4 separate regions of the Mus musculus genome follow, and all the other regions are linked to region 1. Evidence: chromatin contacts called from public promoter capture Hi-C data. All regions are on one chromosome and are shown on one strand. The core of a region is the stretch at or near the end of the contact, and the rest is flanking DNA. Distances in the headings are between cores, read along the strand shown. Region 1 holds the start of Mtarc2 (mitochondrial amidoxime reducing component 2). Region 2 holds the start of Tlr5 (toll-like receptor 5). Region 3 holds the start of Disp1 (dispatched RND transporter family member 1). Region 4 overlaps Aida (axin interactor, dorsalization associated).

The links. Promoter capture Hi-C pulls out the DNA fragments that hold promoters and counts their contacts.
Region 2: a promoter capture Hi-C map of embryonic stem cells shows a contact between it and region 1, with 26 times the contacts expected there. The contact joins the promoter of Tlr5 here to the promoter of Mtarc2 in region 1. A contact is called at or near these places in 2 of 39 promoter capture datasets (embryonic stem cells and pre-B cells) and 3 of 115 datasets of contacts at active chromatin or transcription factors (embryonic stem cells, hepatocytes and large pre-B cells).
Region 3: a contact with region 1 is called in a promoter capture Hi-C map of pre-B cells, with 23 times the contacts expected there. The contact joins the promoter of Disp1 here to the promoter of Mtarc2 in region 1. A contact is called at or near these places in 4 of 39 promoter capture datasets (the C10 cell line, embryonic stem cells, liver and 1 more), 2 of 115 datasets of contacts at active chromatin or transcription factors (cardiomyocytes and large pre-B cells) and 1 of 9 other capture datasets (adipose tissue).
Region 4: a contact with region 1 is called in a promoter capture Hi-C map of embryonic stem cells, with 4 times the contacts expected there. The contact joins the enhancer-like site here to the promoter of Mtarc2 in region 1. A contact is called at or near these places in 2 of 39 promoter capture datasets (cranial neural crest and embryonic stem cells), 4 of 115 datasets of contacts at active chromatin or transcription factors (astrocytes, embryonic midbrain, large pre-B cells and 1 more) and 1 of 9 other capture datasets (liver).

The regions. Positions count from the first base shown.
Region 1 is chr1:184,843,278-184,848,548 of GRCm38.p6, forward strand. Mtarc2 (mitochondrial amidoxime reducing component 2) reads right to left here and starts at 2,631. Exons shown (of 8, transcript NM_133684.4): 1 at 2,269-2,631. The coding sequence starts at 2,540. It overlaps Gm34451 (a long non-coding RNA gene), which reads left to right and starts at 2,570. Exons shown (of 2, transcript XR_865818.3): 1 at 2,570-2,960.
Region 2 is chr1:182,952,411-182,957,681 of GRCm38.p6, forward strand. It overlaps Tlr5 (toll-like receptor 5), which reads left to right and starts at 2,378. Exons shown (of 4, transcript NM_016928.3): 1 at 2,378-2,472.
Region 3 is chr1:183,218,583-183,223,853 of GRCm38.p6, forward strand. Disp1 (dispatched RND transporter family member 1) reads right to left here and starts at 2,947. Exons shown (of 10, transcript NM_026866.3): 1 at 2,741-2,947.
Region 4 is chr1:183,321,876-183,327,146 of GRCm38.p6, forward strand. Aida (axin interactor, dorsalization associated) reads left to right here. Exons shown (of 10, transcript NM_181732.4): 9 at 409-526; 10 at 614-2,626. The coding sequence ends at 710. It overlaps Mia3 (melanoma inhibitory activity 3), which reads right to left. Exons shown (of 26, transcript NM_177389.3): 26 at 4,361-5,271. Among named protein-coding and RNA genes, the nearest start is that of Gm34102, 21 kb to the right of the region's middle. Within about 2 kb of position 2,811, at least 1 of the 459 cell types and tissues checked has an H3K27ac peak or open chromatin away from gene starts, as enhancers often do. A contact at or near this core is called in embryonic stem cells, where this site is marked.

The sequences.
Region 1 (5,271 bases), core at 1,381-3,880:
GTAGATGTGGTCCTGACTCAAGCAGAAAACAAGGGCCATTAAGCAGAGTCCTAGCCGGAAGCTTGCTTCTGAATATTAATTAACTTTGATAAATAAAACTCAAACTGGAGGAAGTTAAAGGCCTCTGTTCAAGGTCTCCTGTGCGCTCCTTAGGTTCCTGTATCACACAGAAAAAGTGACTGCTGTACTCGCCTAGATCTGAATTCAAACCCCCTAGAACAAGCTGGGTTTGTGACCCCCCCAAGAAATACTCATCCTGTCCAATACTGTCTTGCTAAACCCACAGGATGGGGACGGTCATAGCTAGCCCACAAAACCAACCGTAGGTGGGCAAACTTACAGGACAGGTTTTAGCCCAATGTCTAACACATAACCATTTCTCTGCCTTTCCCTCCACCTCAAACCACACCATCCAGAGAGGAAGCTGATCCTGCTGAGCACGGTGGGACAGGCCTATAACCCTAGCACTTGGGAAACAGAAGCAGACCGATCCCTACAAGTTCAAGGCCAACCTTATCTACACAGCAAGCCAGAGTTCAGGACAGTCAGAGCAATGTAGGGAGATCTTTTATTTAAAAAAAAAAAAAGGAAAAAATGAAAGAAAGAATGTATTGCTCAAAACGAGAGATGCAGTTCTATTTACTTCATTGAATCCCCAGGGAGCAGAAAAAAGCAGGGCAAAGGACACCTTTTCTCCCTACACCAGCAACATCACAGGCAAGCCATGATAATCTCAGTGAGGCACACGCCATGCTCTGATGATCTGAGGAAACAGGTCGGTCGGTACTGGTTGCCTGTGAGATACCCCAGGGTTCCTAGGTGAGAGGAAAGATGCTCACATCTGCCTTGCCACCTCTGGTTAACACGGTGGGCCTCAGAACCCCCTGGGTGTTGTACAGTATCCAGTACCAGGTACCCAAGGTCTTCCTGACCGCAGAGATCTTAACCTCCACACTTTAATAAACTCTAAACATCTTTCTCACAATGATCTCGCAGGAAACCATTTCATTATAGCAGAACAATCCCCTGGGGGGATTCTCCATTCTTGGTGATTTCAATTCATTTGGACAGGGATGGGACTCTCGAGGAATGGTAGTATTTTATTTCATTTTATTTCATTTCAGTATATACACAAGTTTTCATATAGCTCAGGCAGGCCTTGAACCCAAATCTACAGCTTCCCTGGAAGTGACCTTGAACTTCTGATCCTCCTGTGTGGAAATGACTGGCATGTGCCACCATGCCTCCCTTGGATGCTGGAGGATAAAATTCAGGGCTTCACGAACCCTTGGCAAACACTCTCTCCTACCAACGGAGCTATATCCCCAGGCCCTCAGTAAATGATAATTTAAACCCAAACCTCCCAGCATTGCAAACATAGGCCGCCAATGAGGAATGGAAAATCCATGAGCGGAATTCCTGATCTATAAATTTATTCTGTAGCAGAACTAAACTCTTTTTTTTTATTCTAACCTCCTTTATTATTATTTCATACCCGTTTGTGACTAGCTCTCTATCGCCATCTACCACAACCCCTCCCTCGCCCCACCCCCGGCAAACCGTGTAATTCTGCTCCTTACTCGTTCAAGTGGTCACCAGAACTAGAGGGAAGGCCCGATGTTCTTGAAAACGCTCAGCCAATGGCATTTTATATTTCTAGTGTCCTACAGTTAGGAGAGCTGTACGGACAGCTGACAGGGGAGTCTCCCCCCCCCCCCCCACCCCCCAGGGTTCCAGGAATGCTCCAACTCAGTTTTCCAAAACTACTTTAGCCAGAAGCACGGGCTTCGCAGCTAAAGGATCAAAGCTCGACAGCCCAGAGAATTCAGGCAACAAGCCTCAGTTCTGTGAAGCCGAAAGGGGTGGGGGCCGAAATCCAGGCGCTCTGTTTCGCTTTAGAGTAAATTTGCATGTGGTAAAACTAAAATTCTCCTCCCGGAAGGTCTCCCCACAGACATATTTGGGCTTGCAAACTTAGATTTCAACTTGAACACGCTCGTCAATGTGCACCGTGCTGTAACTGCTGTCATCTCTTTCCCATATGTGTGTTTCCCAGAAGCAACAAACCCTTACTTTCTAGGTTTGGGGAGAACACAGCTTGCAGTACGGAACTCCTCTCTCGACTTGCTCCAGGCTCAGGCTCACAAAGTTTGCACTCACCGAGGGGCGCCTGGTTCCAGGTCTCACACTTCCGAGCAAGGATAGGCAAGGCCCCACCTCCCTCGCCCCGGCCCATTCGCGCCCGGTGCAGTGCGGGGCTCGGCGTACCTGTCGCGCACTTTGCCACAGCGCAGCCCCATGTCCGTGCACTCGGTCTCACACACCGACACCCCCTTGCAGGACTTGATCGGGTAGATCCAAACCTTCGACACCGTGCCCACCTGCTGCAGCTGCCGGCGCCGCCGGGGACGCGTGCGACGCCAAGCTACGGTCCCCAGCGCCACCGCAGCCAGCCCCAGCGCGGCGACGCCGAGCCAGGTGGACCGCGGCTGCCCAGGGAGGCCGAGGCGAGCCAGAGCCGTAGAGCTGGAGGAACCCATGTTACACTATCCCGGGCAGGCCTGGGCTACTGGGCCGCGGTGTCGAGGCGGGGCTTAAGGCTCCGGGAGTGTGGGAGGAGCCAGGGTTGGCGCAGCCGCACTGCCTGTCAAACTTATGCTGCTCACGTCCAGATCAGTGTCGGCGGAGCCTGGCCCACGCCCATCGCGGGTGACAGCGTGGGGTGGTCACTTTCATTTTACTTTGTCTCTGTCCGCCTTTAAAGTGATCCCTCCCCCCATGACTCTTCAACCTGCTACACTCATTAACCCTTTTGCTTCTAAAAGGAGCACACTCAATTGTGCAAGAAGCTGCTGCACTGAAATGAAGCAGAATGGAGGAATGTTTCCTGGGGACAACTTTGGGATAGGTCTCCCGAAGATCGCGCAACTCTCTGGAACGCTCGGCTTCCATCTCTGCAGGTAGAGACAAAACTACTGGCGCGGCTTCTGGCAGCGTGACCTGAGGTTACAGGTACACCAGCCAATTAAGACAGCGCAAGGAAGGGAAAGGCTGCCAGAGCTTACCACTTGCTGAGGTCCGAATAGAGGACTCTGGTCGACTTTTCTCAGACAACGATCTAAACGGAATCCAAATGTCAGGCTTTGGCTAAGAGATAGCCCCAAGTTCAAGATCACGGTGGGCTATTGATGGCCAGGACCTGTCTCAGAAGCATCAATGATTAACTCATCAGTTGAAAGCCGCTCAACCCATAAAGGTCCTGGCTGCCAACACTGACATCTCGAATTCAGTCCCTGGGAGCCATGTGATAGAAGGGAGGGAACCATTTCTTGAACAAACAGAGAGAGTGGGAGGGAGAAGGAGAGGGGGACTGGGAAGGGGAGGGGAAGACTGAGACAAGAGACACGAGAGAGGAGAGGGTGGGAGGTGTACATGGAGAGACAGAAAGAGGAGACAGGGGGAGAATAAACGCTAAATAAATAAATGGCGAAATGACTCAGTGGTTAAGAGCACCCAGATGGACTCCCAGTACTTACATAGCAGATCGTATCTGTCTGCAATTCCAGTGCCAAGAGACCCCCACTCTCTCTGCCCCCTGCAGACCCCCACTCTCTCTGCCCCCTGCAGACCCCCACTCTCTCTGCCCCCCGCAGATAGCTGGAACACAGGTGGTACTCAGGCATACATGCGGGCAAAAACATCCACATACTTAAAATAAAAATAAAAATTTTAAAATAGCCAAGGGCTTAGAATGTTGAATTCTGCTGCGTGGACAGTCACCAGAGACGACAGACTTCTGCATGGGAGGAAAGACAGGACAGAGCCCCAACCTCTGTAACTGGCAGAGCAAGTGTGTTTGCTTCTGATAGGTGACACAGACTGAGAGAGCCTACCCATGTAGCACGTGTTCCCCCCCCCCTTCTCTGCCCCTTCACTTTCCCTCTGAAAAGCTCAATGCCTACTAGATCTGAGCTCATCCCCACTACAGACACACACTCTGTCAATAGTTACTTGATGGATAAAACCCAGGCTTCACAGTTTAACTGATGTCTGCCATTATTTTGTAAAAATTTCATTCAAGCAGACTACTGGGATAAGAACAGACTTTCTTACATAGGATGGGAGTTGGTTTATTTTTCAAAGGATGGTTCTTTGCATCAAGACATAATCTGTCCAAGGCCTCTTGAGGAGGCCAATCTGTTGTCCCCTCCAAAGTAGGACTAAGCCACCTGCTGGAGAAGAGGTTTTTTTTTTAAGAAAAACATTTGCTTAAACCAGTGTGTGTGCACATGTGTGTGTGCACATGTGTGTGTGTGTGTAGCCACATTTCCACTTACATCTTCATGCATTAGCATCTCATAAGCATCTTAAATCTCTTCCCAGGAGTATGTGTTATATAGTATTATAATGACCTATATATGGGTTACCTACAAATTCTAGAGCACTGGTTCTCAACCGTCCTAATGCTGAGACCCTTAAATGCAGTTCCTCGTGTTGTGGTGACCCCCAGCCATAAAATTATTTCATTGCTACTCATAACTATAATTTTGCTACTGTCAGGAACCACAATGTCAATATCTAATAAGCAGGTGTCTGAAGTGTGGCCCTAATGAAAGGGTCATTTGACTCACAGGTCGGGAACCACTTCTCTAGAGCATGACATTAGTGGGCATAGCGGAGTGGGGGTCGCTCCAGCTGCTCCCTGCCACTTTGCTCTTTTTGTTCCTGATTCTGTAAGGTTTCCAGGCCTCACTCTCTGCTCTGCTCTCCAACATCTTATGTCCCATGCCTGGACAAGCTTCTGTCAGAACTCCATGCCTGTAAAGTCCTGTTGTGGATAGCCCTGGGGCTAGTTATATTTGATGTTAATTCTGTTCTTTTGTGGGTGGTTGTGAACAAAAAATGAGTCAGCACTCAGGAGATTTCCTGTACACCTGCTTCCCATCTTAATTTGTAAAATAAAGGAGAGCTGATGATTGGGCAGATAAAAGGGAAGGCAGAGCAAAAGGTAGAGGGAGAAGGAGAAAATGGAAGAGGGAGAGGATGCAGAAGAGGAGGAAGAAGAAAAGCAGAGCAGAAGCACCTGGCCTGGAGAAACCGCAAGTTCTAAGGGTTCTCTTATATGTGGAAGATGGTAGTGTAGCGGTAGATCTGCCAATCTAGGAGCACAGCATGTATTCATATTAACTGAGTTGTGTTTTCATTGCCAGGGCATATTTGGGTTGGAGATTTACCACAGCAACAGTCCATATTAGAGGCGGGCCTCCTGCC
Region 2 (5,271 bases), core at 1,128-3,627, 1.9 Mb before region 1:
ACAGGGCTTGGTTGTTTGCTCTTGTGGTCACATGGCTTAGCAGGAGTGTGGCACGCTGGCTGTGTAGCATCAAGAACAAGGGGCTGGAGAGAAAGCTCAGTGGTTAAGAGCACTGGCTGCTCTTCCAGAGAACCCAAGTGCAGTTACCAGCACCCACATCTAGCTATTCATAACCTCCTGGAACTGCAGCTTCAGGGGATTTGACGTCTTTTTTGTGGCCACCACAGGCACACACACACACATACACACACATACACACCACACAAACCAGGAGTAGTAAAGAACTAAATGTGAATCCAGGAGAAGACCCAAATTCAAAGGTCAACGTTCAGTTTTTACTGAATGCAAGTTACTTTTGCACCATGACACACAGACATATATATGTGTGTGTGTATGTGTGTGTGTGCATGCATATATATATGTATATGTGTGTATATATATACATATATATATGCATACATATACACACACACATATACACACACACACATATATATACACACACACACATAGAGAGATATAGATTCACAAAGAGAACCACCATAAATTGGAGACTATCTAGAAGTGTTAGGTGCGTTCCTTTTGAAGATGTGATGTGAGAAAGGATGGGGAGCTATTGGCCAAGGCAAAACCATGAAGAAAGAACACTCCAGCTACTGCATTTCATTCTGACAATGAGTCCTGGAGCCCAATAACCAGAATAATTATCCCACATCAGGTGTCAATTAGGGTGGGGCCTTAGGCGGTCCCTTTCCATATTCCTAGCACTCCTGGGATAAATCCCCTCTGGTTTTAGGAAGGCAGTAAATGGCACCCAGCCCTCCCTGGCATTGTTCTCAGTCCCACCCACATTATAGGAAGGCCCTACCTCCTGGGCTTACAAGCCTCCTCCTCCCAGCTGCAGAGCAGGTAGGCAGGGTTGCAGTTCCATCCCTCTGCACTCAGCTTTCGAGAGCCACTTGAGGCAACTTGTCACATGGGCTTCAAGCTGCCAGCCGAGGAGGGAGCTGAGAAGACTGTATAATGAGATCTTCCTTGGTAATTAAGTGCTGGGCTTTGTTTTAACCTATCTCTCCTGCCCTGCTTGATCATATCACCTAGCTGTCAGGCCACGCTGGAGAGTGTGAATCAACCTGGGATTACACCCCAGCTGCAAGAGGCAGCTGTCAGCTTTTGCCCAACCTCCATGCGACCCCAGTCTTACTGCAGACTGTGACACTTCTGTCCTTGAACTGGGTTTCACCCCCAGAAAGCGACTGACTTCGCCACCTTCCTATACAAATCCCTTCCTTTTAACACTCCTGCAGCAGCAGGCTCCTGACTTTTCTTTCCTTCAGCATGTCCCTTTCCAGAAAGCAGATCAACTCTCAACCCCACAACACCCCGCCCCCTCCTCCTAGGAGCAGGTGGAGGGTGGGAAGGAAAAGGGAAGTGAAGCCAGAAGGGCTCACAGGCCGGAAAGCTCTTGCGTTCTCTGAGGGAAATCACAACTTCCTTCCCTGGCCTTCAGTCACAGGCAGTAGCCTTTGCTGATCCAAATCTGACCTTCAGATATTTAGTATGGGGCAGGGGGTATAGTGCTTGTGGAAGCATGAGGACCAGAGTTCAATCCCTAACACACAAGTAAAGTCCACAGGCATGGTGATGGTACCTGCCTGTAACCCCAGTGCTGGGGAGGTAGAGCATCCAGTATCCCTGGGGCTTGTTAACCAGCTTAGCATTTTTGGTGAGTTCCAGGCCAGTGGGAGATCCTGTCTCAATAACTCAATAAACAAGATAGACAGCTCCTGATGAATGATGTGCATGTGTGGGCGTGTACACACACACACACACACACACACACACACACACACACACACACCTTCAATAGTTAAAATAGAAGGCGTAGCCAAGTAGTAGAGGGCAAAATGACAGCCAGCTTCACCCCTCAGCATCATATCTTCAAGATTTGGCACAGATCAAAGAGCACAGGCAAGAACAGAAGTAACTGCCCCGATCAGGACTTGCTGCGCTGGCCGTGTGTACAGTGCATCAGGATAGGATCTAGGCCGCCTTCCCTGGGTCAGTGCAGGCCTATGTTATCTCGATGGACAGTTAGGGGTAGCTACAAAAATCACAACAGGCCCTCTGCCTCCTGTGCTGGGCTCCATGATAGCCAATACCTACCGTCTGCCCCAGCTCTACTTTCTTTCCTACCTCAGTTACAAGGTCATTGCAGCAGAGATAGAGGTCTCCTCCCTGGCAAGAAAGCAGAGAGGTACCTAGGCTGAGGTACTTTGCCCAGAACTCAGAAAAGACAAGCATGGTCCACAGAGAAAGCCTGATCAAGAGTTGTGGGCGGGGCTCCAGCAGCGGGCGGTGTTTCCCTCTCCTCCCCGCTCTCCTGCTTTCCCGAGCCCAGCGGCAGCTTTGGTGCCTGGAGCCGAGTGAGGTCAGTCCTGGAGCCTGTGTTGTGGGAATCCCGCTTGGGAGGTGAGAGCCTTGTAGTTGCAAGGGGTCCAGCAGGGGGTTCCCTGAGACCGGAAGGGGCCCGGGACGTTGCTGGACACGTTAGTGCCCCCGCCCCTCTCTCTTCCTCCTGGCTTCGTCCTGAACCCTTTCAACTCTCTTTCCTGCCTGTGCTCTCTGCCACTCAGTGCCACGGAAACTGGGGTCCCTCGGCCCAGCGAGCTGAGAGTAAGCAGAGTGCCCAGCGGGACAATTCTAGGATTGACAAGTCACTTGCATGCTGGCTTTGGGACAAGGTTCCCTAGTTCTCTCTTCTGGCTTTCACCTTTGGCCCCACCCTCTGGAAGAGACAGGTATTTAACGCGCGCGGAGTCCGTTCTCTTGCTGTCTTCCTTGGAAAGAGGAAGTCGACAGTCACCATCAATTGAGCTATGGACACCTTAAAAAGACACTGCAGTCAGTGAAGTCCTTGGACACCCTCCGGGGCAGGGAGAAGTAGGGCAGCTGGCCCCGAGGCTGTGAAGAAAGAACTCCATCAGCCTTTGGCAATTACAGCCATTACAGTCATGGCTCTGCTCCGTAAACCACCACGGCTGGAATAGTGGTTGTTTCCTGAAGTGGGGTGGTTGGTTGTCTTGGGAGAGAGAAAGTCTCCCCAGGAAGGCTGCTGAGACCTTGAGGAATGGGAATGCATGGGGATTGCTTTCTCCCATTGGTGGGCTAGCCTTGTAATTAGCTAGTGTCTGGAACACGGCAGTCTAGCGCTGTGCGGCATGGGCCTGCAGCTTAACCGCAGGGCCTTTTATGAAGTGTTATTGAGGGTTAACCCCCTCAAGCACATGAACAATGCATTCCTCCTGTCCCGTACCTGGAAGGGGGTGTGGATGCTGACCTGCCACTGTCACACACATGTGGCTTGGTCTCTTTCCTCTGCCTTTCCTCAGAGGACACAACTCTGAATAGTTTGTTCAAGGTGTGTAGATCTTGACTCTGTTCACCTTATTCTTTGGGGGCAGAAACCAATCGTGAGGAACATCCAGCATGCTATGCAGTCAGGAGGGAACCCTGGGTTCTGCTATGCTAAATGCTTAGCCTTTCACATTGTGGTAGGATTCTTGGGGTGCCCCCGACGAGGGGTCCAGGCCAACGTTAATGATGGGGCGGTACAAGAAGAGTCCCTATTATAGTAATCAGGATGACTTAGTTCATTCATATGGGCTTGATGGACATCCTGGAAGACACTTCCATCCTAATTGATGGCCCAGGTTCACTCTCTTCTATCCTTTGCTGCTCAAACCTTTCTGATTCCACTGTGTGACTGCAAAGCTAATCTCGTCGGGTCTTAGCTTTGTCTGAGGAGGAAAGCCCTCTCCTGGGGCGATGTCTCTAACACAAAGGGTTCTTGGATAACTCCTGGTGGCGGCTTCTTCAGCTTTGTAGCTCTGCTGAGGATTGGAAGCAGTTATTGTGTCTGCCCTCCCTTGCTTTTAGTCCTATGGAGCAAGAGTTCCTGCCCTGCCAAATTCCTGTCCCCTGACGTGTTTGCTTCTTCTTCAGTTTGTGGAAAAGAATGTGGTGACAGACCTTCCAGGCGTTGGGGCCTCCCCGCCCTGGTACCATAGTTTTCTGAGCTGTGAGCCACAGCCTATGATGTCCTCAGCTCTGTGGGACAAAGACAAGGTTGGAGCATGGCTCCCACGGTTCTGAACTGTCCAGGTGTAGCTGGGAAGATAAAACCCCACACCTGTGAGACAATTAGAACGAAGTCAAGGCAAAACCATATAGCGGTGTCTGATAACTCCAAGAGGTAGGGTGTGGGGGGCTGGAAAAGGCAGAGTACACTCGAAAAAGCTGAGTGTTCAGAAGCTCAACTTAGAAAGCACAGTCAAGGATCAGCCAGGCAGAAGGCTAGCCTGGAGCTCGGGGCAAGCAGGCACTCCTGCTGACCACATGCCCTCCTCCCTGTACAGCTCCTGTTACATATCCTCTGTGTGTGTGTGTGTGTGTGTGTGTGTGTGTGTATCTCCATGCAGTATCTCTCCACCCACAACACTGGCTTCTCTCATTGTTTTGACTGTGCCTCATTTTTCTCTTTGTGCTTTCTCTCTTCTGCTCAGAAAATCTAATTCTTTTAGAGACTCGGTGTATTCCAGACTATCCTGCAATTCTATGTATCCCAGGCCGGCCTTAACGTCCTCATGCTGCTATCCCAGTCTCCCAAGAGCTGGGATTATAGGTAGGCATGTACATAAGGGCAGGTGCCCACAGAGGCCAGAAGAGGCCATCAGATCCCCTGAACTTGGAGTCATGGGTCGCTGTGAGCTGCCAGAAGTGAATGTCAGGAGGTCACCTGGGTTGTCTGCAGCAATAACCGCTCTTAACTGCTGAGCCATCTCTCACTGGCCCTGAACTTTACCTTACAACGGCGAGGCGCTTTCCCTTTTACACCAGTTACTAGCACTGGTAATCCTGGGGAACGCGTAAGCAGGCACTCAGAGTCGCTTAGGACTGTCACTGTCCTAAGGCCTGAGAGTGGTGAATGGTGAGCCAGGATTCACACTCAGCGTGCCTGGCTAGAGATTCATATACTTAAAACCCCTTTGTTGTGACACTCCAGACAAGTGAGCTGGCCCCTCGCTGTAGGCTCATGTTCACATCCCTGACACCGTCATCCAGTGTCACCAGACCAGTTCTCTAGCTGGACTCATTTCAATGTGGTTTAGACACTCTCATAGTCAATGAGTAACTCAGAGGCCAATAAATACATGTGAGAGATACTGCAGGAGGCCCAGGCGCCTGAGCTGTGTCCCCTCTCATGTCCCC
Region 3 (5,271 bases), core at 1,697-4,196, 1.6 Mb before region 1:
CTTCCTACCATAAGGAGATAAAAATATGTGTAAAAGTAGTCAGCTTAAACATCAGTCATACTGGGATGGAGAGACAGCTCAGCGGGTAAGAGCACTGACTGCTCTTCCAGAGGTCCTGAGTTCAAATCCCTCCAACCACGTGGTGGCTCACAACCATCTGTAATGGGATCTGATGCCCTCTTCTGGTGTGTCTGAAGACAGCTACAGTGTGCTCATATAAACAAAATAAATCTTTTTTTTAAAAAAATTAGTAATACCAATACAGGGAATAAAACCAATGCAGAGTTCCTATACGAACTGAGGGCTCTTTGGCTCACCAAACAACACAGGAAAAGGATATGTCTCTTAAATTGCAGTAACACCTGGAACTCCCAATAGCAATGAACATTTGGTAATAGAATAGAATGCTGTCCACTTCTTAAGTGGATACCTTGGTATATTTTATGCCAAGTGTAAAATATACACCACTAGCAAACTATACACAAATTTCCCTATAAAAATGATCAGCTCTTTCTCAATGACAAATACTCGCAGGATGCCTCCAGTTCTTCTCCTCTTGGCCTCGGCATGATGGACTGCACCCTTCTTAACGGGACTCTGCCGTCTGTGTGGAGGCTCTGAATGCCCTTTGAGTCACTGAGGCCTGAGTCATTGTGGTCACTATGAAAAAAAGAGACTAGTTCAGTGAGAGAGGGGGGGACAAAAGCTGAGCGTAAGAGAAGGATGGAGTCTGTGTCAGCCATGTTGTGTGCTGTGCTATCTCCTAGGCCAAAAAGCTGTGTTCCCCCGGAGCATCTAGTCCTCTGGGCTGGATCAAGTGGCCAGGAATGGCTCTCTAGCTAGGATAAGCAGGTAGCTGACAAAGTACTAGATAATAATAAAACTAATAGCCAAAAGACATGGAACCAACAAACTCAACTGGTTGACACATCGCTAATTGGTAACTACTCAAATGTGAATGCATGCATATGAAGGCTGTTTGCATGATCATGATCTGGGCAGTTCTTCCTCAACAGACATACATCATGCCGCAGAAATAAAAGGAAGGTGTGAGCCCATACACACAAACAACTAGCAACTCTCCGCAGCTAACCAAAAGTCCTCACGAACATAGCTGACTATGAAACACAGCTAAATTATACAGAATGCAAAGAATTTATCTAAAGGGGAAAGCTAAGCAATTATTCAATAATTTCCAGCAACAAATAAGCATTCCACTGATCTCCCAAATCCAAGGCAATCAGACTTCGGACAGGACTCTCAGCTCTACGGCTGGAAACCTGCCTCAGAAGGCAAGCAATTCTTCCCTTTCCAGATGAACACTTCCACCACCCATGAACTATAAAGGCTCACGTATTCTCAAGAGCTTTTTCTCTTATAAAAGTGAAGGGAATAGTGGCTGGGGGGGCTCACAGGTTTTAAATCAAGATTAGATAAAATCAAGCCTTATCAGATAAGCAACAAGTCTACCTCAAAAAACGAAATTAAAGGGCCTGGAGAGATGGTTCAGCCGTTATGAACACTGGCTGCTCTTCCAGAGGACCTCAGTTTGCTTCCTAGCACCCACATGGCAGGCAGCCCACAACTCTAGAGACAGGCACTGTGATGCCCTCTTCTGGTTTCTGAGAACAACAGGCCCACATGTGGTGCCCAGACATACATGCAGGCAATAACACCCATACACATAAAAACAAACAACTTAAAAAAGAAATGAAGAGATGCAAAAAGAAATCAACCCAACAGTTAGCCCCATGACTTCAGAAGACTGCCTTCAATGTCTTCATTAATATGTTAAAGCACTATGTTAGGTGCATCCTGCATTACATCAGCTGTGCCACCCAACAAACCGTTCTTATAATAACTTGTCTCACTGCAGCACAAATCTCAAGTAAGTCAGTGAGATACCGGGTTATGGATAAATGCACAGTGCTTTCTGGTTTGTTTGTATGTTTGTATTTGTTTCTTCAAGTAGTTCAGGTCAGACCACCAAGTAAGATGTAAGTTACCAGTACTGGCAAATACCGGGGGATAAAATTAAGATTGTAACTCTTGGGAAGGGAAACACTTGAAGCAATCAGTATACACCAGCCTCCATCAGTGACAGTACTCTGGCTTTGCCTAGTTATGCTCAGTGTGTGGCAAGAATCCAATCTATTTAACATCTAAAAATGTGTCACCCCATTGAGAAGCAAACAGTAAGTCATAAAGTGCAAACATGAAGGTGCAAGCTTTGTCCAGATACTTACAAGCTCACTCCACGACAAAGGAAGTGGGACAACCTGAACTCCGCAAGGTAGAGAAGAGTCTAAAATGAAAACTTCAGTGGGCTTGCTTGTCTGAATCAAAGACCTAAAGTCCTATTAGTCTGACAAAGCCTGAACGGGAGCTAAGTGAGTAAGAGTTCAGGTTTTCCCTACGAATGTTGGGTATTCCCCTCCGAAGACCACTGGAAGAGGGGAGAAGTCTTAAGAGAAAGAAAGCAATGTATTGCAAAGAAAGCAATGCTGAGCATGCAAGCCTTGGCTGCTCATCTCGCAGATGAGTTAGGTCAAGACGTCCTTCTCATCTTTAACCCCGAGGGTGAAAAGAGCTGCCTCTGGAGCGTCTCCCTGCAAGCCCCCCAAGGCCATCTCGGGCCACCTTCCCTACGAGCCTGGGGACGCGGACACACCCCCATGGAAGATGTCACCTCGGCCTCCTCAGCCCCTCGCAGCCACCCTCCGCCGCCAGCCGTCCTCACCCCGAGATCCCTGCTCTCCCGCCGCGCCGACTCCCGCGTGCCTCCTCGGCCTCCCCGGACCGCGGGGACGCAGCGCCGAGAAGCATCCACACCGACCACGGGCGTCCGGGACACTGAGGCTCCGAACTCTGCTCCAGCCGGAGCTCGCGGATCCTGGCCCGGAGCCGCGCTTCCGCCTGGCGCGGGCCGCGGTCGCCAGCGGGACCGGAAGTCCCGCCTCCGGCTATGGGCCCAGGCCTCCTGCTACTCAAAGCCGCTGCAGCTGGGCTGGGGTGCAGAGGCACATGCATCTCCTGTCTCCGTCTTAGCTGTCACTTAGCCAGTCTACAAATGCTGGGCCAGGTGTCCACTAGATGACTCTGAGACCGACCTCTGAGCCCACATTCTGGTTGAAAGTTGAGCTAAACAAAAGCAGTAGCTAATCAGACACCGCGAAGGACTATGTTTTATTTAATTCATTCAGACTGTTTCTTTTCTCCATCACTCATGAAACAAGAAAATGGTAGACGGAGAACCACACCTTGACACACTGTCTAGTTATCTTTAGCTCTTGTTTTTTGTTAAAACCTACTTTCATGTCAGGACTCTAAGGATAACTAAGAGGCATTGAAGTCAAGGCTGGGGACTCTTGTATCTCCTTATCCTTCACAATGTAGCAATTTTGAATAATTCTCTTTTTCTGCTTTTTACTATTAATTTGGGTCCTTTAATTGGCTTACTGAGGATAGGTGGCTGAACCTGGTGTGTTGGAGCACAGGCTGTAACCCTACAAGAAGCACAATTTGTTGTAACACAGCAGTGCTGTGGGAATGGTATGGTGTGTAGAGTTGAGCAAGAAGACGGACTATAAATAACAATTTCAGTTGAGACTGAATTAAAGAACAAATAAGAGTTAAAGTAGGCAAGGACATGCATAGCAGTATACCAGAAAGTAAGAGCCTGTCTTGTTCAGGCAACTGCATAGAAGTACAGTCAATTAAAGTCCAAGACCTCAAAGGCAAGAAAAAAACATAGACAAGACCAGATGTTGCTGTACTTTCGTAGTGGTTTGTAGATTTGGCCCCCCCAAAGATTCGTGTTTGAATGCATGGCCCACAGGGATTGATACTATTAGAAGATATGTCATTGTTAGAAAAGGTGTGGCCTTGTTGGAGGACATGTGTCACTGTAGGGGTGGGCTTTGAGGACTCCTAGTGCTCAAGCTCTGCCCAGGATGGAAGAAAGGCAAAATGCAGAACCCTCAGCTCCTTTACCAGCACCATGTCTGCCTGGCTGCTGCCATGTTTCCTGCCATGACGATAATGGACTGAACCTCTGAAACTCTAAGCCAGCCCCAATTAAATGTTTGCCTTGGTCCTAGTGTCTATTCACAGCAATGGAACCCTAACTAAGACAACTTTATACCAAATATTTTAGCTTCAAATTTCATACAACAGAGTCAATGGAGTCACCATTAGAATAGACAAAACAGCGGATCCTGGGGTTGCCCAGAGTGACTGTCCTAGCTAACAAAGAAAAGAAAAACCTGAGACTGGGCGTTTTAGCTCAATGATCATGGTATGTACCAACTCGCATGAGGCCCTGGGCTTGCTATCCAGCATCCTACAAACCTGGCATGGTGATGCAGGCGTGGAAATGTAACACTCAGGAGGAAGAGGCAAGAGCATCAGGGGTTGCAGGGCGTCCTCAACTCCATAGCCAGGGTGAGGCCAGCCTGGGACACGTGAGATAGAAAGGGAAGTACAGGAATCAGAGGAAGGGTGCTGAGGAAAATAAGAATCTGTAAGACGCCATGCGTAGAATGCAGTCTTCCCTCCAACAACCACACCCAAATGAAACACACTGAGTGGCTACTAACCCCGCCCCCAAGGCCCCAATCTCTGAGGTTGCCTCAACCAAGAGAGATGCCAAGCAAGTGAGGAACCAGGGAAGGGGAGGCTCCAGGGACAGCAGCGAGGGCTGTTGGTTCTGCTACTATTTTCTATTCACTAGTAGTTTCAAATATACTCTTGGCATAGCAAGCTCCCCCAGCCCCTTCCTTCTTGTTCCTTTTAAAACAAGATTTCACTATATAACGCAGTCTATCCTTGAACTCATGACCCACCCACTGCACCCTGGATCAAATATATACAGCTCCTCATCTCAGGAACTTTGAGTATGGCATAGGGGCACATAGAGAGAAGATGGCCGTTCAAACTGAGCCCCATGCATGGCAATGTCCTAAAAGAGAAAGCTATGAGCAAACGCCTCTGCCGAGGATCAAAGTTTCCTTTGATTCCCTCTGATTCCTTCACTTTCCTTCCTGTATCACGTGTCCCAGGCTGGTCTCACCCTGGCTATGGAGTTCAGGATGCCCTTCAACTACCGATTCTCTTGCCTCTGCCTCCTGAGTGTTAAATTTCCACGTGTGCAACACCATCCAAGGTGTCCTGTTTGCTTTGATTACAAGAAATACCCATATATATTTCCAAACCTTTTCATTTTAACATCCAGAGAGCAGTTTTCTATCTGTACCTTAGGGAGTGTGTCCA
Region 4 (5,271 bases), core at 1,561-4,060, 1.5 Mb before region 1:
CTCAGAGCTCACTGACACAGCTAGTCTTCCTAACCATTTTGCTCTAGGAGTTTTGTCTCTCCATTCAAAGCTGGAATTGCAGGCAGGCCACCATGGCCACCTGTCAAATGGGTTCTGTAATCTGGACTCCAGTCCTCATACTTGCATGACAAGTGCTCTAACCACTGAGCAATCTTACCCTACTCGATATTCCTTAGTGATTTAGTCTTGAGTCAGTCTTGCTCAGGAAGGTTTGCTAGACTTTGTAGAATTACAGAGAAATACAGCAGATTGTGGTGGTGTCCCTAGCAGCCAGTGGTCACACCTCGACAGACTGTATTTAACAGGTTACTTTGTTTCTGGTGAGTAAAGAAAGCTAATTAACACAGAAGGTGCTGCCCGTGGTTTATATGTCTTTTAATTTCTTAGGTGCGGCCATTTTCTTTGAATTCAAACATTACAAGCCTAAAAAGAGGTTTACCAGCACTAAGTGTTTTGCCTTCATGGAGATGGATGAAATTAAACCTGGGCCAATCGTAATAGAACTGTAAGTTTTGGGCATAGCAAATGAATGGAACTTAGGGGTCAATCAAGCAGAATATTTTAAACAATAATCTTTCTTTTGTGCTTTCAGATACAAGAAACCCACTGACTTTAAAAGAAAGAAATTGCAATTGTTGACCAAGAAACCACTTTATCTTCATCTACATCAAAGTTTGCACAAGGAATGATCCTGATACAAATAACCAAGAACTTGTGTGAATTTTACCACTCAGAACCCATCATAGCTCTGAGTAGCATAATCACCCTTCAACAGGCAGGAAGTGAGCCCTTCAACAGGCAGGAAGTGAGCCCTACCCACGCCAGCTGACCAAGCGAGTCTATTGCACAGCCGGACCCCAGAACAAAAGTTCAGCACATCACTGACCTATCACTCCTTTGGATACAGGTTTATTGTAGATTTGGAAACGTTTTCACTTTTCTATTAATTGTGCAATGAATAGTCTATTTTCTCATTGCCTCTACTCCCCTGTTTCCCGGACAGCACTGTTGTAGATGTGCAGAACTTCAGACAATGCAGCAATAAGAATGTGCAAGAGTCTACGTCTCTGCTCACTTCTGCTCCAGTATGCTCTTCTGGTTTCAATGCCACGCTGTGAGTTGAAGTGGGTAGAACTGCTCTGAGAGGAACTGGACTAGTTACATTGCCTAGCAAAGTCTCCTTAGAAGAGACCTAGCCTGGTGCCATGGGTCTCCTGCATAGAAAGTGTGACCTGGCCAGATGAGCATCCCACCCTGAGTGTTCCCCGGATGACCAGACTGATTTCCTGAAGAGAGCACGTGTATCGTCAGGTGGATTATCTGCTCTTCTCTATTGTACTGCTAATTCTTTCTGGTAGTTCTAGGGTTAACGTTGGAACCATCTCAGAATAACTATGGATTTGAAAATGTGTTTACAGTATCTTTTAAACTGTATCATTTAGGAACAGTTGAGTCAGATGTCAAGATGTTGCGGGATAACTGCTGCTTTCCTGACCACCCGTTGTGAGACCTTAAGACCCCGTACCTCTCCTTAGTATGCAAAAATCTGGAAAGACTGTCTATTTTTTTTTAATATAGGTAGATAGGATTGCCATTTATTTCCTATTTAGATATACAGTCATTCATCCATATGAAAATATGCAGGTCACTAGTTTATTTTGAATGGACTATTTACTTTTGGTGTAACAAGGCATAAATAAAACTTTGAAAGCACATGATGGATGGTTGTTACACAGAGCATTAGGACTCATGAGGGGCTTTCTGTGGGTTAGACATGCCATATACTTTAATATTCACATGTCAGTGACCTCACCACACCATTCAATATACTTGCTTTTTCAAGTAAATAACCACAAGGAAGATGTCTTAAACTTGTCCTTCAAGAGATCTAGTCTTGGCTTTCATTCAGCACCTACTAGGCCACTGTTTACTAGATGGAGCTTAATAAAAACTGTATTTCAGGTTCAACCTGAAAAAAAATCCACAACCAAATTAATCTTGATTGGGTAGTTCCAACTGCTAAAATCATCCCATCTATAATAGCTCTAGGGGGAGGAGATTTTTGCCTTAAATTAGCTCACTCTCCCACTCAGGCTTTGAGTTGTAGGTCCCCAGGCTGTAAGCTCCTGGGGCAAGAGTTGTAGCTGTCATGGAAGGGTCTAAGGTACTTGGCAGTACTCTGTACCTGGGGAGTACTCAGTACATTTTGTTTGATATTGCTGACTAGACATAAAAATTAATTCCTTAAAACCTATTATTATTAAAACGTAGCAAAGACTGTACATTGTCCTTTCTCATTTCTTACAGATCATAAAAGACAAATAGCAAGGTGGTAATTTTCTGTGCTACAGCACTGATCATTCACACAGCATGGCATATATGAACCACAAATGCCTGCCGTCAGGGTTAATAAAGCACTTTAGTGGAACATGATATTAAAAACTAAAGCTCGCCAGGCACTGGTGGTGCACATCTTTAATCCCAGCACTCGGGAGGCAGAGGCAGGCAGATTTCTGAGTTTGAGGCTAGCCTGGTCTACAGAGTGTGTTCCAGGACAGCCAGGGCTACACAGAGAAACCCTGTCTTGAAAAAAAACCAACTAACCAAAAAAAAAAAAAAAAAATTAAAGCTCAGCTTTAAATCAGACCCGAATGACAAGATTGTCTTAAAGCAGTGAACACAAAAGCACTCCCCACTTCACAAGTTGAGTTTCCGTTGTACTGAGCAATAGCCTTGTCTCTAGCACAGATGCTTTCAAGGTGAGGTGTGGCTCCTTCCTAAAGAGCTTTAGCTATTCAACAGAGAAACAGCGGGAGGGGACTTCTGAAACAAGAACTTTTAAATGGAAGAGTCCGACTCAACTGAGGTATCCTGTCCTCTGTGCCATCCGTAGACAGACAGGCTTCTGTAGCACAGGCCTCGTCAGATGGGGCTGAGGAAAGGCAGTAATCGACTGGCTCAGAGGGCACAGAAATGCTACAACTGAGGGTTCTACACATATTTCTGATGATTTTTATGATGATAGAATAACTAAAGGCCTTTAGAGGGAATATCCTAATTTTGAATATTAAAAAAAAAGGTTTACCTTTACTATTTGTCTTCTTAGCTTGTATAATTTTTATTTTATATGCCTTCTAAATTTAGGTTAGTCAAGATAGCTGAGGCAGGAGGATAGCAAGTTTGATCAAGCCTGGACTATATAGGTGAGACCTTATCTTTAAAAAAAAAAAAGGTAAAAATTATAAACTATATTTTTACTATTTTGTGTCCCAAGATTGACAGATACTTTCAAGAAGTTGTGTTTGCAATTTAATATTATTTTTATATGGTTAAAAATGGCATGTGTGGCTAAAGAGATGGTTCAGGAGTTAAAAAGCACTTTTTGATCTTGCAGAGAACCGGGGTTCAGTTCCCAGCACCCACATGATGGCTCACAACTGCCTGTAACTCCAGTTATGGGGATCTAGTGCCCTCTTCTGGCCCCATGGGTACCAGACACAACACATGTTGCACATACATACATGCAAGCATGCAAGCAAAATGCATGTGCATAGCATAGAAAATAAAGTTTCAAATTATATATACTCTCCTGTGCATTTTCTTATAAAATCTTGTGTAATTCTGGATTGGGGTCAGGCAGGCTGAACTCTTACTCCCTTGGACCTCCTGCATTCAGAGAACCTGTCTTTGTATGTCTTCAGTCATCGAAGATTTTATTTCACATTGAAGCTTTTGCTCATTTTTTTCAAAATCTCCAGTGGATTTAACTTCCCAGCAGTGGCATGATGTGCCCTTGGTTTCAGTCATTGCTTCACAGGACTTTAGAGAGTGCAGTGTCACAGTGAGCTGTTTTCACTTGTTATAGCTTTAATTACTGCAGCTTACACGGCTGCAGCAATTCACCTCGCTCACAACAGCCGTGTTACTGAGCTCAGCCCGTAGTTCAGGATGTACACTGGTTTTCTGATCTTTCTGCCTTATGGCAGCTTCCTGATTCTTTGCCATACTCCTTGAAAATCAGCTGCAAGGTGATATGAGAGAAAACAGAATAGACATTTCTAAAAAGAAATGATCTTACAGTCATGGCATATGATTTTTATCTTGTTAGTCACCCTTAGCGAAAGAATGGTTTTAAAAGCAACAAAATACCAGGTCGAATAATTTTATGTCAATTTTTTCCCCACACGTGCTGCAGCATGTGTGTGTGTGTGTAGGTCGTGGGAAGTGGTTCTCTTCACTAGGTGGGTCCAAGGAGTCAAACTCAAGCTGTCAGGCTTGGCAATAAGTGTCTTTACCTGCTGAACCATCTTATTGGCCCAAATAATTTTTTTTTTCTTTCAGTTTTTGAGACAGATTCTATGTAGCTCTGGCTGTCCTGGAACTCAGATATATGCCTGCCTTTGCCTCTCAGGTGCTGGGATTAAAGATGTGAGCCACCACACCCACTCCAAATAATTCTTGATAGTAGTACAAATTCATTCATTCTCAAGCTATGAGCACCAAGAAAGGGCAGTCATCTAGAATGAGTGGGGCCTCTGGCTTATTTGAAAGCAGAGAGGGGGTTGGAGAGATGGCTCAGCGGTTAAGAGCACTGACTGTTCTTCCAAAGGTCCCGAGTTCAAATCCCAGCAATCACATGGTGGCTCACAACCATCTGCAATGAGATCTGGCGCCCTCTTATGGTGTGTCTGAAGACAGCTACACTGTACTCATATATAATAAATAAATAAATCTTTTTTTAAAACAAGAAAAGAAGAGGAAAAAAAGAAGAGGAAATTCCTGGTAGAGCTCACTGATGACTTTGAAGGAGAACTCAACATTGTCACATGGGATGTACACAGCCCACCACTGTAGTTCCAGAAGTATAGTTGTCAGGTTTCCCAAATGATGCATGTCTCAGAGCAACCCAAAGAATCAGCAGACACTGGGAAACAGTAATAAACCAAGTTTATGAACTATTACTACAAAGAACTTTAGCAACGGGACAGTTTATGATCCTTGAGTAAACTTTTCTTTTTAGCGTAACAGTCTTTGAGACACAAATGGAGCTGTAAACACCTTGCTCAAATCAGCTGGCATACACTACACCAAGGCCATGGAAATACGTGTTCTTAAAGCATTTCCACAGGAAATGTTCATACTTGATATTCTAAATCATTTAGCAATCATTACATATGCTACATGAACTAAACACAGGTATTCTTTATTGCACATTTCAAAGTTTGAAGGATATTCTAGCTTAAGAGGTGA